2 separate regions of the Rattus norvegicus genome follow, and region 2 is linked to region 1. Evidence: chromatin contacts called from public Hi-C data. All regions are on one chromosome and are shown on one strand. Each heading gives the region's core, a stretch centred on a gene start, on an enhancer-like site or on the middle of the called end of the contact. The rest is flanking DNA. Distances are from core to core; before and after follow the strand shown.

The links. Hi-C and Micro-C count contacts between places; a contact is called where the count stands out from the background.
Region 2: a Hi-C map of liver shows a contact between it and region 1, with 4 times the contacts expected there. The contact joins the promoter of Xdh here to the enhancer-like site in region 1. A contact is called at or near these places in 2 of 12 Hi-C or Micro-C datasets (kidney and liver).

The regions. Positions count from the first base shown.
Region 1 is chr6:27,242,114-27,249,139 of GRCr8, reverse strand. No RefSeq gene overlaps it. Among named protein-coding and RNA genes, the nearest start is that of Xdh, 37 kb to the left of the region's middle. Within about 2 kb of position 3,354, at least 7 of the 93 cell types and tissues checked have an H3K27ac peak or open chromatin away from gene starts, as enhancers often do. A contact at or near this core is called in kidney and liver, where this site is marked.
Region 2 is chr6:27,278,592-27,285,617 of GRCr8, reverse strand. It overlaps Xdh (xanthine dehydrogenase), which reads right to left and starts at 3,299. Exons shown (of 36, transcript NM_017154.2): 1 at 3,232-3,299. The coding sequence starts at 3,273.

The DNA.
Region 1 (7,026 bases), core at 2,105-4,604:
AGGGACCCCAACCACAAAACTTTCCACTCAAAATTTAGCCTGTCTATAAGAAATGCAGGCCCAGGGGGTGGAGGAAAGACTGAAGGAATGGCCAACCAATAACCAGCCCAACCTGAGACCCATCCCATGAGCAAGCACCAATCCCTGACACTGTTAATGATACTCTGTTAGGCTTGCAGACAGGAGTCTAGCATGGCTGTCCTCTGAGAGGCTCCACCCAGCAGCTGACTCAGACAGACGCAGACACCCACAGCCAAACAGTGGATGGAGCTTGGGCTCATATGGAAGAATGGCAGGAAGGATTGCAGCCTCTAAGGGGATAGGAACCCCACAGGAAGATCAACAGAGTCAGCTAACCTGGACCCTTGGCACTCTCAGAGTCCCAAGAACCAACCAAAGAACATACATGGGCCTCCCCACACATATGTAGCAGACATGCAGCATGGTCTCATATGGGTCCCAAACAACTGAAGCAGGGACTATTCCAAAAGCTGTTTCCTGTAAGTAGGATATGTTCTTTCAGCTGGGCTGCCTTGTCTGGCCTTAGTGGGAGAGGCTGCGCCTAGCCTTGCAGAGAGTTGATGTGCTATGGTGAGGGATAATCAGTTGGGCCCCAACTCACTCGGAGAAGGGCGAAAGGGTTGTGGCAGGGGTGGCTGGAAGGGGAGCAGTGAGGGAGATGTAAAGTGAAAAGCAAATAATAATAATAACAATAATAATAATAATAATAGTAATAACAACAACAGTCCAATGCCAGTAAATGCATTTGTGTTGCTCTGCAAACATAGTAATCCATCCCTAGAACCTTCTACTTCTTAAAAACTGAAACTCCCCAGTCTTTATTTAAATAACAGTCCCCTTGGGGAGGGCGGTAATGGGGGGAGGATGGGGAGGGGAACACCCATAAAAAAAATAACAGTCCCCATTCCTCCCTCCTTCCAGCCCCTGGCAACCACCATTCAACTTTCTGCTTCTATGAAACTGACTGCTCCAGGTACCTACTAAATGGCGTCATACAGCATTTGTCTTCCTTTGTGGCTGTTTCTTTTCCCTTATCACAATGCCCTCCCGGTTCACCTGTATTGCAACAAGCAATACAATTATTCTCCTAGTTTTCTATGGTAAATTGTGTCTTGCTTTATACGTCACATTGGGCTGATTTGTTGATGGGCACCTGGGCCCCTTCCACATCTTGACTGTTGTGAAAAAGGCTGCTATATTCTCTGTGCTTTATTTACTATAAATTTTGCTGTTCGTGACACTGAGAAAAACATTAGTCCAAAACTCTTTCTTTTCCCTTTTTCTTTTTCTCCCTGCCCTGCACAATATGCTTTCTACCGATTAAAACTTCCTGGCTCTGAATGAGGCACTTAAAAGCCTTATCCACCTGGTGTCAAAGTTCTCACGAGTTATGCCTTCCGCCCTCTCAGGCATCTGGCAGCCATATAGAAACTTCTAGAGAGACCTGCTCCTCTTTCCCCGCTCAGCCTTTCTTTGTCTATAACCAACTTCAAATATCCATGCACACTCTCAGGGGGTGTCCCTGGTAACCCAGTGACAGAGTTTAAGGGTCTTTTTTTCATCCCAATTGGATAAAAAATATGCTCTCTTCTTAAAAGGAAGCGGTTTTCATCGCGTGTTTAAAATATTGCGATTGAAGCCTTTACTGGGTTGAAATTTTACTGCTCTCCATTACGAATCCTCTAAGGGTGATGAGCGAAGAGAGTGAGGCACCCTGCTTTCATGGAGAGACAGAGAGGCATGAGTTGGCACGACCTCAAGCTGTGTTTGTGAGAAGAAAGTATACAGATGCCCTTAAGATTGAGAAATCACACTGGCCGGTCCCATCACACAAGGCGGGAGGGAAGGTCTAGATCTAGAGCAGCAGAAAGCCCCAGCATCCACCACCGGAAGGCCTTATTGACACCTTCCCAGAGGACAAACTGCATATGAAGACATTAACACCCTTGCTCTGTGTACGGGACCTAAAGCTCACATCACAGTCTCCAGCTCCAGGCAGACTCCTCTTCCTCCCTTAACCCAGCTTACAACTTTCGGTTGCAGGGAATCGTTCTCCAGAGCCCTCGCCACCCCACCTCATTTCTCTAACCTTCTGGATTTAAATAAAAGCAGACCACACTGGCCCCTTCCCCTTACAAGCAGTCAGTACCCTCCCCCGCTCCCTCAGTTGTAGCTGGTGAAGGATAAGAAACCTCTCTTTCCTGGTCATTGTTGAACCCAAACCTGCCCTTTCACAGAATTCTGATATTTGGAGCATTGTCACCTTTTTCTATTCTCCTCCTTGCTTTAGTTTGCTTTGGTTCATACCTGGAGCTCAGGCTCTTCCCCTAAACTCTCAAAGCAAAGCATGGCTCACTCACTCGAACAGGTATAAAGAGTAGGTTTTACAAAGATCCCAGAATGCTAACAAGAAGGTCACAACCCTTACAAGCTCCCCAGAACTGGATACAAAGGATTTTGCCGCCTCCCTTTCTCCACTCTATAGGTCTTGTTAGGTTCTTTCCCTGACATATATTTGGTTATGGAAGGAAAAAAGAGGGATAGAGAGGTCTGTCCCCTTGCTCCCCTGGAACCACCCAAAGTTGTGTTTCCACTGTGCCTTCTTCAGTTACACCAGCTAACCCAAGTTCTCCACTGATCATTTTTAATGTCAAAAAGCAAAATAGTATGTTAAGATGCCTCCCCACCACCCCTTCTCTAAGAGGCAGAAAATCGTCTTAGTCATCAAACTCAAGCCTGCTCAGATCTAACCTTCACTCCAGTGCTACGCACCTTTTTAAAGACCGTGAGAGTCAGCTGCAAATCAGGGCAAAGTCCTATGCAAAATGTAAACCCTGCAAGACGAGCCTCTCATTGGCAGGACACCTACAGAAGTGAGATCTGCAGCTGACACTTTCTCCCCTAGCCTCCAGCCCTTCCATGTTTAGATTAGAAAGGAAGCTGGTTTGCTCAGAATCATAGAACTTGGGAAGTCAGAGACAGTATTTTAGAGAGTCCATCCAAGCACGATGTAGGAAAGTTGAGAAGCCAGAGCCCTTCGTTAGTCCGGTCCTGGGACTAGTCCCTTCCTGATGTAGCTCTTCCTTCGTTTCCTGAAGCCCACTCACTGAATATGGTTGAAACGAGTTCTCGTGTGAGTGGAGGACCCTTAGAGAAGTGCTGGTCGAGCTGGCACCTGCATTTAGTCACCTTGGCAGTGCATTCCACACTATAAATTATTAACCTAGCATTTTGGTTTCGTAAATTCTCTCCTTGAAAGGCTTGTTAGTGTGAATCAGCACTCCAGCCACATCAGCCTTAACGCAGGTCCTATCAAAGGCCTGGCGCACACGCCAAGGTAAATGTCACGTGGTATTGCCTCCTTCGTGCTGAGCCAGCTAGTCCTTCCCAGACAACTCCCCTCCTCCAGTTCCCCAAGTCCAACTGTTCATTCCAAGGAAATAGAAACATCTTTAAAACCTCAAGCCAGGAGGGAATTAATTCAGAGAATTAGGTCTTTTGAAGTTCATTGAAAGGACTTAGGGATCAGGTTCCAAATTGGTCATCCTTAAAATTCCCTAGAGAAAGAAAACGGGTCCTTTATGAGAACCGTTCCTCAACACCATAACCGTAGACACGGAAGCAGAAATCTGGCACCCTGTCAACTGCCTCCCATACCCAGAAAACCAGAGACTAGACAACCCAGTCTCTAATTAAGATTCAAAGTTAGATCGAGAAGCTGTGAACAACATCAATCTTTCTCCACTCCTGGGAAGATGGAGACTGAGCCCTAACGCCATCTGTAGGATTTTCATGTGTTTCTACGACCATTTTTTCAGGGAGGGAGGATAGAGGAGTAGCTTCAATTCACTTTTAACTTTGTGTGTGTGTGTGTGTGTGTGTGTGTGTGTGTGTGTGTGTGTACATGTGTGGGTAGGTGAACGTGTGGGCATATGTCCATGGGGGTGAGAAGAAAACCTCAGATGTTAGCCTTAGGAACACCATCCACCTCTTTTGAAACAGTCTCTCTCACTGGCCTGGAGCACACTAGGGATGCTCCCACCTCCCCTTCTCCAGCACTGGAATTACAAGTGTCATCCCGTTAACCCTCAGTCAGGTTTTTCATGATGTTACCATCAAGGTGTTGTCTGGGGCTGACACTATCATGAGCATGGCTGGAAATGATGCTTCCACTGCTGAGATATGGCAGTCACTGGGCTTGTCACTGCAGACCTCAACTCCTTACCATGCAGATTGGTCCAAAAAGAAAGCCTGTGTATTTTCATGACAAGCAGCTTGTCCCAGAGCAGGAGACTGTATACAGCAACTCAGCATTATTCTTCTACTACACTGAGTCATCATGAGTAACCACTCTCAAGGGATAAGAAATGAAGAGGAAAAGTATAATGTAAAGATGAAGAAAGATGGGGTGGTTTGTGATATTAGATGTTGTGACTGTGTGACTGTGTGTGTGTGTGTGTGTGTGTGTGTGTGTGTGTGTGTGTGTGTGAAGAAAGAAATTAAAATGTCTACAAACATTTGACCCATGGCACAAAATATCATTTAACAAGAGGTGAAGAAGTTGAGAGGGCAGAAAAATCAAGTTCTGCCTTGGCCTGTTATGGTTATGATTAAAGACTGTTGAGCTCATTTACTGAGTGAACAAATATGCCTACGAGTTTGGAGAAAAGACATGAGGAAACTTGAGATACGAATATCGGGATTAAGAAAAATGGCAAATTAAATCATGCCATTCAGAGATCTGAGATTTCTTGGGAAGTACGAAGAAAATAGGTCTTGACACTAAGTCCTAGGAAACTCCAAATTTCATCATGTAAGTTGGTTAAGAACCATAAGGAAGACTAAGAAGACTTGACCAAAAAGGTAACGGGGGGAGGGGGGAAAGGAATGTGGATTCTGAGCGCCAAAGCAATTCAGTTTTGAGAAGCGAGTGTTATTGAACGTTGACTCAGATAAGAGTCATTATGAGTAACCACTGTCAAGGGATAAGCATTGGTGGTAACAAGCAACTTGGGGGTGAAAGGGTTTATTGGCTTCTACTTCCACACTGCAGTCCCACACTGAAGGAAGTCAAGGCAGGAACTCAAGTAGGGCAGGATGCTGGAGGCAGGAGCTGATGCAGAGGCCACAGAGAGCTGCTGCTTACTGGCTTGGTCCTCACGGCTTGCTCAGCTGTTTTCTTATAGAACCCAGGACCACCAGCTCAGGGGTGGCTCCACCCACAATGGGCGGGGCCCTCCTCCATCAATCACTAATTAAGAAAATGTCCACAGCCCTGTTTCATGGGAGCATTTTCTCAACTGAGGTTCCTTCTTCCACTCAGATGACTTTAGCTTATGTCAAGTTGACAGAAAACTGTCCAGCACGATGGATATCATTGATGCCCTCCCCAAACATGGTTGCTGTGGAGGTATGGGTTATAGAGAGCTGAGGAGAAAATCAGAAATAGAATATGGAGAAATAAAACAGACACAGGCTTTTCCAAGAGTGTTGTGACCAAGTGGCCAGAAATGTGGAACAGTAATTTGAACTGACTTGGGACTTGGGTCTATTTCTGAAAGGAGGGATCCTATGCAGAGGCAGGATCTGTGACAGGAGAGAGACTGTTGCAAGTGGCTGACGGATTTTGTGGTGGGACAGTATGGAGACACTGTTTCTGGTTTGTCCCTGAGAGAGGCACCCAAGTTGTCTGAGCTTGCAAGGCCCAAGGAGATTCATGATGTTTCAAATAACAAAAAAACAATGCCAACAACAAAACAGAGCAGTTTCCCACACGCCCTATGCTGTAATTGCTTGATTGGGTGCTTTTCTTGGGGGCTGTTCGCTCAGTAAAAATAAGATGGCACTTGATTTGCTCAACACTGGGTCTCCAGTGCTTGGAGAATTAATTGTGGAAAGGCAGTAAGGTAAGTTTAATTAACCACTTACTCCAACCAATCGTAAGAAACAAACACCAGCCTTTTACTTACGTGACTTATCGTGACTATCAGTCCTCGTGGCGGCTCTATAAACCCAGTACTCTTCTTATCCCCCATTTTGGGTAAACTGAGGCACAGAGAGATGAAGCAATGTATCATCTCTGTGTCACTATAACATAATACCTGACCCAGGCTGTGGGGGTCAGGGAGTGGGGGGTGGGTAGACAGAGAGAGACAGAGACAGAGATCTATGATTTTGGAGCTTGAATATCCCAGGTTCAGCTGGATGATCTGACTGGTTGGCCTCTGATGTGGCCAGTGGATGGCAGAGTGTCATGGTGAATGGGTGCATTGGAATAAGGAGTTAACTCTCTGGCGGGAATCAGAGATCCGGTATCCCACAAACCTTTTGAAGAGTGTGTCCCCAACTGACCTAAGAGCCTCTTATTTGGCTCCACCTCTTAAAGGTTCCACGCCACTTTCCTTAGGAACCCAGCTATTAACCAAAATGGACATGGGACCCTTGGGAGGCACTAGAACCACATCCAGAGCATAGCAAGTAATTTGCCTGTGGCTCCAGAATTAGCGAGTAGAAGCACCGAGATTCTAATCCAGGTAGCCCAGCTCCAAGGTCTGCTGCTTAAGTCCTAGCCTGATGTGTTACTGTGACCTGCCTGTCTCTTCCCCTACAAGGTGTAATAGGGCACTGATTAAACACCTGGAAAACACCAGCCCTCCCCAGAATAGGAATTGGGGGGCAAGGATCCTTCCCTTGTTCTCATTCACTCTCCAAGAGGGTGTTCTCCTACTCTAGAGACCACTGCTGTCTTTGTCTTATCTGTTTTTGCACAGGAGAGCATTTCTAAAAGCAACTAAGTCCTCTGTAGGCAAATCCCCAACTGGTTCTGCTTGGAACAATGTCTGAAGTTCACGGTGGGCTCAGATATGAGCAGACAGAGGAACTGAGTCATCAATTTCAGTGAGAAAGAAGGCGGAATCCGGAACGGTCACCAAAGGGTCAGCAGTTGCTCAGAGACTGGAAAGGTGCATAGAGACTTGTGGGTAGACAAGGAGAGAAAAGGCTGCT
Region 2 (7,026 bases), core at 2,050-4,549, 37 kb before region 1:
ACCCAGATGCCCATCAACAGAGGAATGGATACAGAAAATGTGGTACATCTACACAATGGAATATTACTCAGCTATCAAAAACAATGACTTTATGAAATTCATAGGCAAATGGTTGGAACTGGAAAATATCATCCTGAATGAGGTAACCCAATCACAGAAAAACACACATGGTATGCACTCATTGATAAGTGGCTATTAGCCCAAATGCTTGAATTACCCTAGATGCCTAGAACAAATGAAACTCAAGACGGATGATCAAAATGTGAATGCTTTACTCCTTCTTTAAAAGGGGAACAAGAATACCCTTGACAGGGAATAGAGAGGCAAAGATTAAAACAGACACAGAAGGAACACCCATTCAGAGCCTGCCCCACATGTGGCCCATGCATATACAGCCATCCAATTAGACAAGATGGATGAAGCAAAGAAGTGCAGGCCGACAGGAACCGGATGTAGATCTCTCCCGAGAGACACAGCCAGAATACAGCAAACACAGAGGCGTATGCCAGCAGCAAACCACTGAATTGAGAATAGGACCCCCGCTGAAGGAATCAGAGAAAGAACTGGAAGAGCTTGAAGGGGCTCGAGACACCATATGTACAACAATGCCAAGCAACCAGAGCCTCCAGGGACTAAGCCACTACCTAAAGACTATACATGGACTGACCCTGGACTCTGACCTCATAGGTAGCATTGAATATCCTAGTAAAAGCACCAGTGGAAGGGGAAGCCCTGGGTCCTGCTAAGACTGAACCCCCAGTGAACTAGATTGTTGGGTGGAGGGCGGCAAGGGGGGGAGGATGGGGAGGGGAACACCCATAAAGAAGGGGAGGGGGAGGGGGGTGTTTGCCCGGAAACCAGGAAAGGGAATAACACTCGAAATGTATATAAGAAATACTCAAGTTAATTAAAAAAAAATAGTGATGGCTGGGTGTTGTGCTGTAGTGGTGCACACTGTTAGTCACAGCACTCAAGGCTCAGAGGCAGGCCAATCTCTGTGAGTCCAAGGTCAGCCTGGTCTACATAGTAAGACCCTATCTCAAAAAAGAAAAAAAGGAAGGAAGAAAGGAAGGGTGGAAGAAGGTCCTAAGAACGATAACACACTATATACAATTAAATCTATAACTTTGAGATTATAATTAATCAGTGAATAAATAACAAAACCGCATGCCTCCAGCTATATCGTCTTCCTGTAGGGATTTCTCCTGCATCCCTCTCAGTAGGACTAAAACCCTAGACCCTGAAGAGGACATCACCACAATGACAGTAAAATATTGAACAACTCTCTCCCTCCAGAAGATGACAGGTCACCAAGGTCCACACTGCTGCCAGAAGATTCTCACAGGCACTTGGTGCCTCATACCTGAGCCCTCTCTAAGACCACTTGCGCAGACAGAACCCTGCGCAGTACTGTAAACAAGGAGGAAGAGGCTCCCTGAGGAGAATGAGACGCCATCTTTCCACAGCTTCTTTGGTAATTTCTTTGCACAACATCTATGGCCCAATGCCTAGAACATCTTGAAGAAGGAAATGAATCTGAACTTACTCAATCTTCCTTTGCTCACCCAGATCGCCCCTTACTTACTCCTGCTTATTACTACTCACTAATCTGTTCACACTCTCTTCATCCTTCTGGTAGCTTCCCGAGAGCTCACACCTTTGTAAATGACAAACACGGCTGGCTATTCATCAAGAGAAACTGACAGAATCGAAGCTCCCAGGGATAGAAGGGATTGGTATGATGCTACTCTCTAAACATCTAAAAATCTCTTCTCTACAGTGCTAATAAAGCACAAGGAGAAGCAATTTCGGCCAAGCCAGCTCATCTCAAAAACACTCCTTTCACAGAGGCTAAGAGCAAGCTGTCCCCTCAGAAGAACAGTGGGGCACGCACAAATCAACAGCTTGATATACCTTAGGGTAAGACATGACCTTCAGAGCACTTTGAACCTGCCACCAGCTCCCTGAAGGGGCCAATTTATGAAAGGGCCAATGATGACGTCTGTGTGTACACAGTATTTCCAGAAAGTCCAGTTAACAGCTGTTTCTTTCACCTCTGTCACGTAAACGCTGAGCACAAAAGACATTTAAAATATCCAGTGCAAAAAGTCTTGCTACCACCAGCTTAGGCATTCCACCCTAGCTCGTGTCATGGTACCAACTGCCCAACTCAAAAGAACCATATATCAGAGAGATCCAGGAATCCAGGGATGGAATCACTCAAACCGAATCCACAGGCTTTGCGGTACTGGTGTTGGAATGACTCCTAAAGTTTCCGTGCTAGTTACCCAAGCAGATCCTGGCAGTCTAAGTCCTTAGGAATTCTCAGAAGCCCATGTTTATTCCTGCAAATTTCCTCAGAAGCTACTCAGGCTCTTCAATCATCACAAAAGTATCAACATAACAAGACAAGGAAAGTCTTTTCGGGGGGCATCCTTTGGTCCACTCGTGATTTATAATGTCCACGTAGCCAGTTACAGTGGGGGGAAATAATGGCTCCTCTCCTGTGATCTCAAGTGGGGGGAGGGGAGGGCTGAAGGGCCCCGAGTACCTTGAAGGGAATCAAGCAGCACCAGAGACAATAACTTGCTCCTTCTCTCCCTGCACTGAGTTGAAGTTGCAAAGATTCCTGGGCTATCAGGGATTTGTGGACCCCATAACCACTTTTCCTAAGTGGCATTTGCAATATTTACATATAGAACTGAGAGAAGGTGGCAGGGGCGGGGGGAGGGGGCTTTATGAAAAGAATAGTGACAATGATGGCTTGCCACAAGGTGTCAGTGTATGTCGCCACACGGTAAGTCAGTTCTAGCTGTTAAATCTGTGTACAGGATCATGTATCAGAATCAACGGCTATGTGTGTTTTATACCCTGGCATTAGCATAAAATGCATGTCTGTTGCTGTTCGTAGTAAAGAGAGCCATCAAAATACTAGGCTAGGCTTGCTTAAACACAGAAATAGAGAAGTGCTGGTGATTCCTCATCTCACCTAGACTCTGTTCCTTTTCCGTCTCTGAGCCAGTGTGTCCACTAGCACAGAGTAGATATCCCTCTCTCTTCTCTCTCCCTTCCTCCTTTGCTTTCTGAGTATCTTGCCTCTGTTTTTCTTGCTCAAAAGATACCAAACTACAGCAACACCTTCTAGGGGGTAAGATGAGAGCAGAACAAATCAAAGGGTCCACGTAAGAGAGACGACACATGTCCCTTCCCAGATAGCAGACCCCTGCTTACCTTTTTGCCATTCACAAAGAAGACCAACTCATCCGCAGTCATCGTGGCTGCTGGAGTCACTGAGCTCTTGAGAAGTAGTTGTAGATATCACTGCCCTGCAACTTGAAAGATACGCCTCCCAGCAAAATGAAACAAAGTTACCCAATGAGAAACAACCGGCTCCAGGCATGGACGGTTCTTGGCAAGAGTCACAGGTTTGCACAATCCAGGAAGGACGGGACAGCCACACGGCAAATCCTACTCTGCCCTCCTAGTCAAAGTGCACAGGCTTAGATTAGGGAGGCCCGCGTCTTGGCACCAGATGACTGTGAATTCTGGGCACCTGCCCTTGTGGAACCTGCTTCACCCTCCTCCCACTTACCATACCAGGAAGAGAGGGGGAAGGAGCCAGTTGTCAGCCAGCAAAGCTGATTCACTCTCTCCTCCTGTACACACTTGTTATTTTCCCAGTCTGGCTTACCCTGACACGGACTCGCCACTGGCGTGCTCAACTCATTCTCTCAGGGCCTGACAGAATGTGAAGGTCACAGACACGGATCCTCACGTCCAGACTCAAACCCTGACCTTTGACTACAGCCTGTCACTTACTGCCTGCAGAACTCAGCCATTTCATCTTGGAAAGGGACATCAAAATGATACCAAAAGCACAAAGCTAAAAAACAAACGGCCTCTCGGGTGTGCCTCATAAACTTGCAGAGAATGGAAATATTTATCATTCTTGAACAATCACTGCAACAATCCCGATAAATCATGTTCGAGACTTTCACAAAACCTGCCAAATTATCAGAGGTACTCACACACCAAACCATGTTTTAAACACCAAGGTAAATCAGAAAGCTAATACAACATCATCACAGTCTGTTAGCAGAACTGAGAACACCCCTCCCTCCTCCAACATCTGGTGTAAATGCCTATGCAGTGTCCACTCAGGCAATACCCGTGGGCTCTCCTGGCCCCAGCCCTCCCATCACTCCATTCCACCCACCCTCACATCAGCAGGCACTCTGTTCGTCCCCAGCCCTACGCTCACTCAGTCACATAGCCAACCTACAGGGGGACACTTCTCATAGCCCTGGAAGACCACAGAAAAGGAGAGAAGGAAATGAGTCAGATGTGCCTGGTACAACAACAACATCTTGAAAAACAGGACCCCTAGGACAGTCACATCATCAACACAACGCCCCCTCTGCTGGTGCAGCCCCGATAGAACCGAGAATGAACTTATGTGTCAGTCGATCAATATCCCAGTTTGCCCCCAGACTATGCTAGGGCTAGTGCAACAAATCCCAAGGCAAATGGAGATTCTGGTCATCATAAAACAGTACTTGTTGCTAGAGTCAAATGCCCTACAAAATGGGGTGCTAGTGACATGACTGGTAGAGCAGTTATTGTTGTTGTTGGTGGTGGTGGTGGTGGTGGCCGCGGCAGCGGCGGTGGTGGTATTTCTGAGACCAGGAAAAAAACATTCCAAGCCCAGGACAATCCTTTTCAATAAAGACTTGTCCAACCTAAAATGTCAGTCAAGCAGAAACAGAGAGATCATGGTCTGAAAGGAAAAGGGTGGGGAGAGGGACTAAGGCTGAACCTAAGGTGTGTTTTGTAACCCCTTTCCTCACACTCTTATGATTGATTGGCTCTTCTGTTCTCTGACCCACTTTCCTGAGCTTTGCCCTTTCACCTTGGCTATTCCTCCGCAGTCAAGGAAGCTATGAGGGCTGGACTTAGTGTTAGCTCCATCATCTTTGTAAAAGTCGCTGTCTTGGGTCCGGTGGCCACATTCACAGACACGGCTTACTATAACTACACTGCAAAATCAGTTCTCCCAAAAAGTAAAGAGGGTAAACTGTCCCAGCAGATGTTGGGCAAGTGCTGGATAAAGGATGTAGGAATGTGAAACTGAGGGGTTTATATCGCGCACAGTACCCCTCCCCTGCCATAGTCTGTAGGCACAAGCAACCTGACTGAGGCAGTGCAGGAACAGATGAAACTCCAAGAGGAGATGAGGAGGTTGGCTGGGGTTGAACTTAACCCTTGGGGAGTCGCCTGAGAAGGGAAAGACCAGCCCACAGACACAGCTCCAGAGAGAGAGAGAGCAGGACTCTGAAGTTGGGACATTCACACCACACATCACGCAGGACCCCATGGCTGGTGCTGCCAGAGGCTCCTTGGAACCACAGGGAGTAAACAGGTTGCAGCACTGGCTAGGAGTAGTAGACCTAAGACAACAGACTGTGGCCATAGCTGAAATGTGGTAAGGAAACCGGAAGCAGGGAGGTTCTCAACACTCCCCACCCTGACCACAGCTGAGAAAAGCTACGTGGATGACAGGAAGCCTGTGGTGGAACTTGTTGCAATGCACTGATAGACCTGTAGATACGGGGTTGGGGCTTTCTCCTAACTAATAACTGACCAAGAAACATTGACTGAGAACATATTTATTTTTGTTCATTGCTCATTTGCATTCATGTTTTTATTTATCTATTTATTTTTTCTGTTTTCTATATATCTTATTTAGGTTTTTTTTTAATTCTTTAAATTTTTTTCTCTTAGTGTGTATACTTTTGTATTTTAAGTTCAGGTGATGTGGCTTGTATCTTGCTGATGAAAGCTCTTATGTTTTCCTTTTCCCTAAATTTAATGTAACATTTTCTTTACTGCTTTTTGTATATCTAACCCATGTACTTGATTTAATTCTTACCCCATCCCGTCCTATCCCATCATCCACACCCCTTCACTTTACTACTTAAATATGCAGCATTCTCCCCCAATGAGAACCCTAGTTCTTCTGTCTTTAGACTTTCTAGGAAACACCAGAGAAGAGCATGGTGTCTTCCAAGGCTAACGGGGGCTTATGTTGACCCATAATAACTTTCATTGCAGCCAGCTTTGGTGATAATAAATCTAAGTGAGAACGAGCTACCAAAAATAAACAAGGATAGGCATAAGCCAAGATAGAAACCATGGGGAAGGGGAAAGAGCTGCAAACCAGAAGACAGGTACTCCCCAAGAGACGCACAAAGCATAACAAAGAGACACAAAAGGCATGAGAAGATTCCATTATGACAGCCCATAGGCTGACATTTTCTTAACAATAGAAATCAAATTTTTTTCAAAGGCCAAACAGAGGATGCAAATAAACAGATAAGGAGCTTAGCTTAAGTTGTGAAATTGCTTCAAGACATAGAGAGAAAGTAACACAAGATCTGATGTCAGTACCATAAATGCATAGAATGATATATCTGAATCCTTAAAAGAAATAATTGTTAGCCAAAATTGCTGTACTCTGAAAACACATGAAGGAATAAGAGTATCTCAAAAGAATACAAGCATATATGTGCTAATAAACAATCATAATCCATAGTAACTAGGCCAGCACTAAGAGCAATTAAGGATTATTACACACAGAGAAAGAAGAAAGACAGTTTCACACATAAGAAAACAGGAAAGAATATAGTTGGCATGGCTATAAGCATCAGTAACTTGGAGAAAATTTTAAAATATGGAAGAAAAAAATCACCAAGGAAATGCAGGTTCCATACAAGGAACAAGGGGGATTCCGGAAATGAGAGCATCAATCAGGTAACAAGGAACCAGCAGAGCATCATCCACAAATGCCACCAAGCAGAAGAATTCATCTCAAGAATTCATGCCAAGGTTGAGACAGTAATGCACACAGACATATGAGAAAAATGGGCCAGGGAGATTTCTCAGTGACTAGAATGCTTGTGTGAGTATAGGCTTTGGGTCCCCAGGGCCCACAGAAGTGACAAATGGGCGTACAACTGTAACTCCAGC